Regions from separate parts of the Anas platyrhynchos genome. Here region 1 is linked to region 2. Evidence: chromatin contacts called from public Hi-C data. All regions are on one chromosome and are shown on one strand. Each heading gives the region's core, a stretch centred on a gene start, on an enhancer-like site or on the middle of the called end of the contact. The rest is flanking DNA. Distances are from core to core; before and after follow the strand shown.

What was found. Hi-C and Micro-C count contacts between places; a contact is called where the count stands out from the background.
Region 1: a Hi-C map of subcutaneous adipose tissue shows a contact between it and region 2, with 2.6 times the contacts expected there. The contact joins the enhancer-like site here to the promoter of ANTXR2 in region 2. A contact is called at or near these places in 2 of 8 Hi-C or Micro-C datasets (liver and subcutaneous adipose tissue).

The regions. Positions count from the first base shown.
Region 1 is chr4:49,315,772-49,320,131 of IASCAAS_PekinDuck_T2T, reverse strand. All of the region lies in intron 16 of ANTXR2 (ANTXR cell adhesion molecule 2), which reads right to left. All of the region lies in intron 11 of LOC106014946 (a long non-coding RNA gene), which reads left to right. Among named protein-coding and RNA genes, the nearest start is that of ANTXR2, 99 kb to the right of the region's middle. Within about 2 kb of position 2,296, at least 1 of the 8 cell types and tissues checked has an H3K27ac peak or open chromatin away from gene starts, as enhancers often do. A contact at or near this core is called in subcutaneous adipose tissue, where this site is marked.
Region 2 is chr4:49,217,418-49,221,334 of IASCAAS_PekinDuck_T2T, reverse strand. It overlaps ANTXR2 (ANTXR cell adhesion molecule 2), which reads right to left and starts at 2,398. Exons shown (of 17, transcript XM_027456989.3): 1 at 1,834-2,398; 2 at 1,215-1,286. The coding sequence starts at 1,970. LOC101789388 (a long non-coding RNA gene) reads left to right here. Exons shown (of 13, transcript XR_005265295.2): 10 at 1-1,308; 11 at 2,659-3,917.

The sequences.
Region 1 (4,360 bases), core at 1,047-3,546, 99 kb before region 2:
GTCCCAGTCGGCAGCAGCAAAGCACGCTGTGGCGATGCATATTTAGCACCTGGGAAAAGATGACTCGTGGTGCTATACACAGCTGGAAGTATCATTTTGTTCACAGAATAAATCAGCAGTGAATCTCTTTGAGGAACTGGCATTATTACTGCAGAAAATATTATTACTGATATAGACATCAGGAGCTGTCTAGTTGCCCAAGTTGTCTTTTTCCCTAAAATTACTTAGCCTATTGCTGAAATGTCACTGAACCCCAGCAGCAACACTTGGTATGCTCAAAATCTACCTAAAAGAGCAACCGCATAAGAAGAAACAAAGTACGGGCAAATAGTGCTATATATTTTTAACCTTAGAAGGACTTTTTTTACACTGTCGTATTTCTTCAGCAACTTGAGATAAATGGAATGTCATATAAGTTGTTTATTATTCTCGTATTTATGTAATGTAGCCTCCTTAGCATGTGTGCATGCACCTCACGATCTTTCCAAGCAATCTGGCAGCCATGTAGGTCAGTTTTCAGAAGACACATATCTGAATTTCAAGAACAGTTGTTTCAGGATGAGAACTGGCAGCATCTGACTGCTTTGAGGAGAATGTGCCAGCACAGGTTACAGATACCTCAGTAGCTAAGTCCGACATCAGACCCAACTCTCATCCCTGGGGCTTGCTTTAGGTGAGGCCAACTAAAATGCGAGCCAAGTGCAGAAAAGGAAGACAACATGAATTTCTTTTAAAAGGTAGTTCCCTTTTTCTGCACCAAATAACTACTGCATTTTAGAGTATTGGCCAGAAACTGTCAGTAAAAGGTTCAAAACAGGTTATTTTAGAGATGTGACCAAATATATAAAGTGCATAGTGGATGGCCAGGTGGCTGTAGCTGCTGTGTCAAAAAAATGTTTCTTGCAGGAAAATACGTAGCTCATCTGTAGCCATCTTCCTCAAACTGTTACCTTAATGTAAGTACTACATTGTGGAGAGAAGCCCTGTGGGTGTCTTAAACCCACTGATGTGTTATATCTGATGTGGTCCTGATGCAGTGTTCACTACTGTTCAGCAAAGCTGCAAAGATCTGATTTGTTGGTTTCCCCAAACGCCCCTGACTTGTGCATGTGGTTTGGTAAATCTTGTGTTGGCGCGCTTTGCTGTTTGGAGCAAACATTCACTGGTCACACGTGCGTGCGTACAAAACGCTGCTGTTACGATCTGGCAAGGCTTGGTAACCACTTCGTACATACTTTGCTCAGATGTAAATGAACATGCTTGGTGCAGTGAGGAATCGGGGGGTATTAGCTGTAGTATTTTTAGTACACTGGCGGCTTTGGGAAAATGCTATTAAGAACAGCTTTTCACCCCCACTGATAACGCTTATTTTGTAACTGGACATATGGACATTTCCGCACAGTTGCTACAGTGAATAAAAGCTTGGAAGTACATGCTTACCAGTGGTGTAACCTTGTGAAAACCAGGACTGAAAGGATTTGTAGCTCAATATGTTGTGTGGCACTGAAAGGAGCATTTCTACCAAGACTCACGGTACTTGAGAGCACCGATTCAGGGGTAGGCTTTGAAGACATTTTTCCCACCTTGGAAAACTTGAGAAGAGTAATCCACAAAGTCCCCTCCACACTATGCTCCTGGTAATTAGGTTGAACGCAAGCAGCACACGTGCTGCACAGCCACACGTCTGTGTCTGCAGGGAGCTGGGCTCCATGGGGTTGCTCGGGGCATGAGCATCAGTAGGAGCAGCACGCGCCGCGGTTATTCGTATGGTCGGTACCCTGTTGTGTCTCTGAGTGCCATCACCCTGTGACTTACACCGCAGGGAGACAGCTCATGCCCTGACCAGTTTTCAGAGAAGGGCAAGAAGGGGAGTGGATTGCCGGCAGCTGGGGAAGTTAAGGGAAAAAAGTGCTCAACTAGTGTGAGCATTTGCTGTCTTGCCCAGACAGGTTGTGGTAATGAGGAAGGGAGGGATTTATCTTCCTTTGCCAAGTTTTCTGTGACTGCTTTATTCAGCAGTTCTCCAAATAATCTACTGCCTTGAAAAACAGTGGTTGTGACAAGCTGCTTCTCCTGCGAGTTGGCCTTCCAGGTCTGGGAGAAGAGAGGACGATGAGCTGCTGAGCTGGTTGTGTGGGCCTTAGGGGAGAATAAAACTGTATGCATTTGTAGCATCTGCTTCAAAAGGAGGTTGTGGCAAATATTTTATTCAGCAGAGCTGGAGGTCTCCTGTCTCTAGAGGGCAGGAGTTTGTTGTTTTCCTCAGATGAGGCAAGCATTGCTTATGCAAAAGGAAAGGATGTGGAAATGGCCTGCAGAGTCCCTGTTTCCCCGTCGCGGGTTCTGTGGAGCGAGGGCCTCAGCTCTCTCCATCTGACCCCTTGGCAGGAAGCCTCCCGCACTTGCAGCGCTTCTGCCTCCATGGAAATGCACCATGGCCTGGCAAGGTTTGACCCTGCTTTCCTGAAGGACACATTAATGTTTTCCCATTGCAAGCGCTTGCCAATGGAGGGCTCTGCTCCTTCAGATCTAATTATGCCTTGGAAGGCAGCTCGGGCTTGTTCTCACTGCCAGAGGGAAAGTGATCTCTGTCCTGGCGGGCGTCCCAGCACACACCTAACCCAGTGCTGCCGCTCACCCAAAGGGGCGCGCTGACCGGGCCACCTCTTCCCCTGTGATGCCCAGAGCGATAAGCTGAGCTTGTGTGGGGAGAGTTCCCTCACCTCGAGTGAGAAGGCAGAGGGCGTGGGATCGTGGGATTTTATTTCTAGGTGCAGCTCCAAGAGTTCTTCCTTAATTTCTGCGGTATCTCATCCGCTGTATTGTTCTGTGGTATTTCTGCTGTAGCTCTGCAGGGAGGAGGAGGGGGGAGCTCTGAAGATAGAGCTGTTTTCTCTGAGAAGTGTCTTTCCTCTTTGAACTCTTAAATGTACGGGGATGAATCCTTGTCAGGAGTATTACTGGGGGACCCCATTTATATTATGGGAGGACTGCAGCCAAATTGATGTCAGGCCTGAACTATTGTGCCAAATGGCTTCCCCATGTTAGCATCAGGAAGGACTTCTTGAGTCCTCTACATCTTTTTATAGGGAAAAAAAGAAAGAAAAAAAAATGCTTCTACATGCGTAAAATTTCAAACCTTGTGAAATCAGAAGAGGATCTTAAGAGAAGCCCACTAAAGCCAACAAACACCACAACCTGGCATTCGTAGGAGTTTTTTCATCAAAAAAGGCAAGAATACCAGAAATTTACAGTTCCTAGAGATGGCATCTCACACACAAAAGTCTAACATCTCAATTATTCTTCCTTCATCCCCTGTATGCAACCACTTGAAGTGGGAAGAATGCAATTTATCTTTCTCTGACATCGTTGATAGCAACAGATAAACCAAAACCATTTTCTTCCAGCTCCTTCCCTCCACAGTCATGACCTCAGCTGAGGAAAGTCCCCTTCAAGCCCATCCTAAAACCTCCTTCCTTTACAGACACTTCCCAGAGCCTCGTCTTCCTGATGCATGTCTTTAACACAGCCTTTTCTGAAGAAACATCCTCTCTGAACAGCCCATGTAAGTAAGAAGCAGATGCTCTACAACTGTAATGTCTGCGAGTCATCCAGGGGTCACGTTCTCAGCTTGTAACACAACAAAAACGTGGAATTCATACCCCAGCTCATGGCCTGGCTCTTTTGATTTGCAGCAACCATCTAGCATATGATAATTATTTGAAAAGAGAGGATGAACATTTAGGATGATATATAATTATTTTTGCCTTTTAATAATGACCACATTATTACTGTGGGGGAAAATCTAACTTAAAATCTGTGAAAAACATGAATCTGCTGGAAGACGTAGATAGGGTTTAAGCGAATTCTCTTTGGAAGAAGCCTGGAAATCCCCCAGCACGGTGGGTGGGTGCGGCTGTAGCACAGTTGTGACTGCTGAGATTGAGATGGCTCCGTAGCTGGAGAGACAGAGCCGCAGCAGGAACCTCACGAATGCCTGCGCGCACACTGCATGTAACAGCCCTCTAGATGCCACTGTGATCCAGCTGTCACTTCACCACTTCACCAACCGAAGCCTTTACAGTGCTATCTGATAGCTGGATTCTTTGCCGTAATAATGAATTCAGCATTAATGACATTGACCACTGGGCCCAGTAAGGAACGCGAACGCCAAGCTGTTTCCGACCCCTCAACCCATGTCGGCTTCCCTGGTACAATGAGCACATGTCGACCAGTCAGCTCCCCTTCCCGCAGACAAAACCCCACAGCACATCATTAGGCTTTCGTTTCCATTCACATGGATTACTAATTGTCAACTCTGCAGATATTTGGACATCGCTGCTGTCCCCCTACCAAACCT
Region 2 (3,917 bases), core at 1,149-3,648:
GCTCCCACAGGAGCTAAACGATGGATGGTCCTTCTGTGAAGGCTTAGTGCCACGTAAGGTTGAGTGTGCAGATGCTCTTAGGTTAGGTTGTCTGTCTCTGCACTGTTGTTAACACTCCTTTGATGTGTAAGGTCAGCTCAATAACTTAACAACTAAATTATTTTAGATAATGCAGCCAGACCACTACACAACAACTGTTGCAGAGGGCATTCTAATTTGGCTGCAAAAGATGGTGAATGGAAGGATTTACACCAGACAAGCACCACTCTTTTAGTGGGGACAGATGTATTTTTCAGTGGTTGTTGAAAAAGAAGTGGTGCTACAGTGTCCCCAGGCTCTATGCTTTTTTATTATAAACTTTACAAAATAACTTTCAAAAGCTCATGTGAGCCACTTGATTAATATGAGACTTGCTTTACAGATGATGGATGTAGGCACTGTATTAAATTATGCAAGCCTATTTGTATCTCCTTATTATTAGCAAGCCAAGATTATAAGTGCTTGCTGAATTTCTTTTTCCAGAGCAAAAACTGCCACATCTGTCTCTGTATTTTTGGAGGTTTTCTTTGTTTCACTCTTTTTTTTTTTTAAAGCAGGATGCTACAACCCAGTCACCCTCAGCTGTTTGTACAGTTAGCCAGTGTTTACAACAGCCATTTCTGCAGCACCACTACTTGTCAGACAGTACTGCGAGCCAGTTAAACATAAAGTTGATTACATGTACGTATGACACATACACTGTTACCAAGGCACAAACTTCCTGTGTATTTTTCTGAGCTTGAAAGATACCTCCCCATTTTTCACCTGCGCATTTACATGCACACACAGAGGTGTAGTCAGATTGCTATCTTCATCTAGATCTCTAAAAGCAGTACACATGAAATGCTGTATGAGAAGTATCTCCCTGTGGTTCAGGGAAAAATATGTATGAGAAGTATTTCCCTGTGGTTCAGGGAAAAATAAGATCAGAAAAAGAGGTATTCACCCCTCAAAGTACTCTGAGAGACTTAAGTGTTTAAAGATGCTTACTATCGCCTTTTTACTGAGTTCCAAACATGAGAAAATTAAGGGAAAGTTTCCAAGATTTTCTCGCAATCAGGGCATTAGAAGCCAAACTCTTAACATGTTTGTGAGAGGGATCTACCGAGCTTACGAAAACGTGGGCTTTCTCAAGCTATCCCAGAACGAGAGACACTGCAGGGAACAAAACGCACCTCACAAATCTTTCCGTCAGTTGATGCACAAAATCAAATATCTCGTGCCAGTTCTGCGCTACGCTCCCAGACCTGGAAAGAAAACCAGAAGCGTGTGAGTCGTAGGCCTGAGTTACGGAAAGGGGGGGGAGGAAAGGGGCATTTCCAGCGAGACCCAGCCCCCCAGGACTGTTTGGTCCCCTCAGGACCCCCCCGGAGGTTCCCGGGAGCGGTTTTGGGGCTGTTTCCCGGTGAGGCAGCGAGCAGCAGCCGAGCCCGGCCGCCGCAAACTTCCCCGCCACAAACCCCACCGCCGGCAGCTGCGGCGGGGGAGGGGCGGCAGCTGCCCGAAAAACGGCCGCCGCCGGCACTTTTTTTTTACTCAGAAAGCGCCTTTTTACCTCACAAAAACAATAATAATAATAAAATAATACATAATAATAGTAAAACAAACGCGACGGTGGCGCGCGGCGACCGTTAGCCCGGCGCGGCGGCGGCGGCTGAGCGCGGCGCGGGGACCGTTAGCCCGCTGAGGCGAGCCCCGCGCGCTGACCGTTAGCCCCCTGAGGGGGGCCGAGAGCCCGCTGAGGCGACCGCCAGCCCCGCTCGCCGCCCCCTCAGCCCCCCGCGCAGCCCTTACTTGTCCAGCACGAAGTACAGGTCGAAGGCGCCGTGGCACGACGGCTGCTCCGGGGCCGGAGAGGCGGCGGCGGGCGGGAGCAGCAGCAGCAGCAGCGACAGCAGCAGCGGCGGCGGCGGCAGCGAGAGCCCCGCCATGGGGCCTCGGGGCGGCGGCGAGGGGACGCGGGGGCCCGGCGCGGCCGTGCTGCCGCTCAGCGGGCGCGGGCGCTGCTCGAGTGGCCGCCCCTCGCCCGCCGCCGCGGCTCGCCCGGCCCGGCCCGGCCCGGCCCTTCCCCGCCCGTCAGCGGCGGGGGCCGGGGCCGGGCGGGCTCGGCCCGCCTCCCTCACCGCCCCCCCGCTCCCCGGCCCCGTTGGCCGCCCGCAGCCCCGAGCAGGGCGACCCGGCTCCGCCGCAGGCGCCTCCCCGCCCGGCTCGGCCGTGCCGTGCCCTCCCCTCAGGCGCTGCCCTGCCGGCTCTCTGAGGCAAGTTTGAGAGCCGAGCGAGGCGCTTGCCACACGCCACGGGGCTCGGAGCCGCTGCTTGCGGTGCAAACTCAGAAGCGAGGCGCAGCCGGGGCTCCCCGGGCCCCCCGGCAGCCCCCTGAAGGCCGGGACGCCGAGCTCAGCCCGAGCGAGCCTGCCGCCCTCCGAGGAGGCTGAACCGCCGGCCTCCTCGCGTTGTGTCTTTTTAAACTATTGTTCTTATTTTTAGATCACTGCTTCCCTTTGTAAGCACTTTGCCAGCTCAAAGACCGCTCAAGTTCTTTTTCTCCCCCCCGAAACCAACCAAAAGCTGTTCCAAGTCGTGTTACATCCATGCGCATTAACCATTTTCTCCTTTCAGGAACCGGCTCCGACAGACCCAAACTGTTGCTCTGGGACTGCGCACGTGGTAACCACCAAACTGCACCGCTTCACAATAGACTCTGCCGTGCTAAATATAGAGCAGGCATTTGGTTTGAAGCATAAGCTGGATCCTTCGCAGCGAACATGAGGCACTGTGGAAAGCGTCACTTTATGCTGCAAGAATATTATCTTTTCAGAGTTTGCCATCTGGGGCCTCAGGTTTTCGCAGGAAGTTCAAATATGCTTTATAATCTTAAAATATTATCTGAAGGCTAAAAAGATGCGTGAGTTTTCTCTGATGAAAAATTCTAGCCACGAGCTGCATAGACCAAAATTATCTCCCAAGTTAAAAATAAATGTCTAGCCTCTAGTTCTTTGTTTCCTGCATGGAGTTTTCGCCACAAGCACTATGTGACGAGTGATTGACAGGATTTCAAATAAAGTTGGTTTTTCTTTTATTCACCATTTTGTTTTAACAGCATCTGATCCAAGCGGCTTTAATTTCCAGTGGGCTGCATTCACAGCTACGATGCAGGGAAGCTGAAGGTGCGGGGCTCTCCAGCGCCAGAGACTTCAGGAGAACTCAGGAGACTTCAGGCTTAGGGCTAGGCAGGGCATTCTTCCTCACCATGTGTTAAGCTACGTTTTTCTAGCCAAATAATATGTCCCAGAGCTCTCAATTTCACCAAAAATGTGTCTCCTACCATGATATCAGCCATGGGAGCAATGAATCAGTAAGGCTGTCCAACTGTGGCAAGATAAAACATGGGTCAGAGGTGCCCAATGCCTTACAAGAAAATACAAGTTTCCTTCAGAATTGGACAGTCTCCTGAAACAAATGTCTTGCGGTGGAACTGGCCACAGGGTGAGCAGTTTACCAAGACAAAAATCCCCCAGAAATTACCTTTTTCTGCCCCATCCCCTGCCAAATGAATTATTCAGGAATCAATGTGAGTTTGTGACTGGCAGTAAGCTGTCACGTCATTGTGGCTTTTATTAAATTAATGTTTTATGGGGTTGCAGGAGGCCTGGTATGCAGGGAACACAGATGGGACCGGGAGGAATTAGCCTCTTCAGACGTGTAAGAGGGGTGCTGCAGCCGAGTGCTCCTGGCCTGCGTTTCAGGGCTGCTGGGAGCACACCCAAGCGTGACCGTGACCTCGAGCTGTGTCCCTATTAGAGAAGCACATCGTACTGCAAGCTTCTGTGACAGAACCTCTGCTTTACTGCGGGTATGGCTGGCACGCAGCTCGGGAG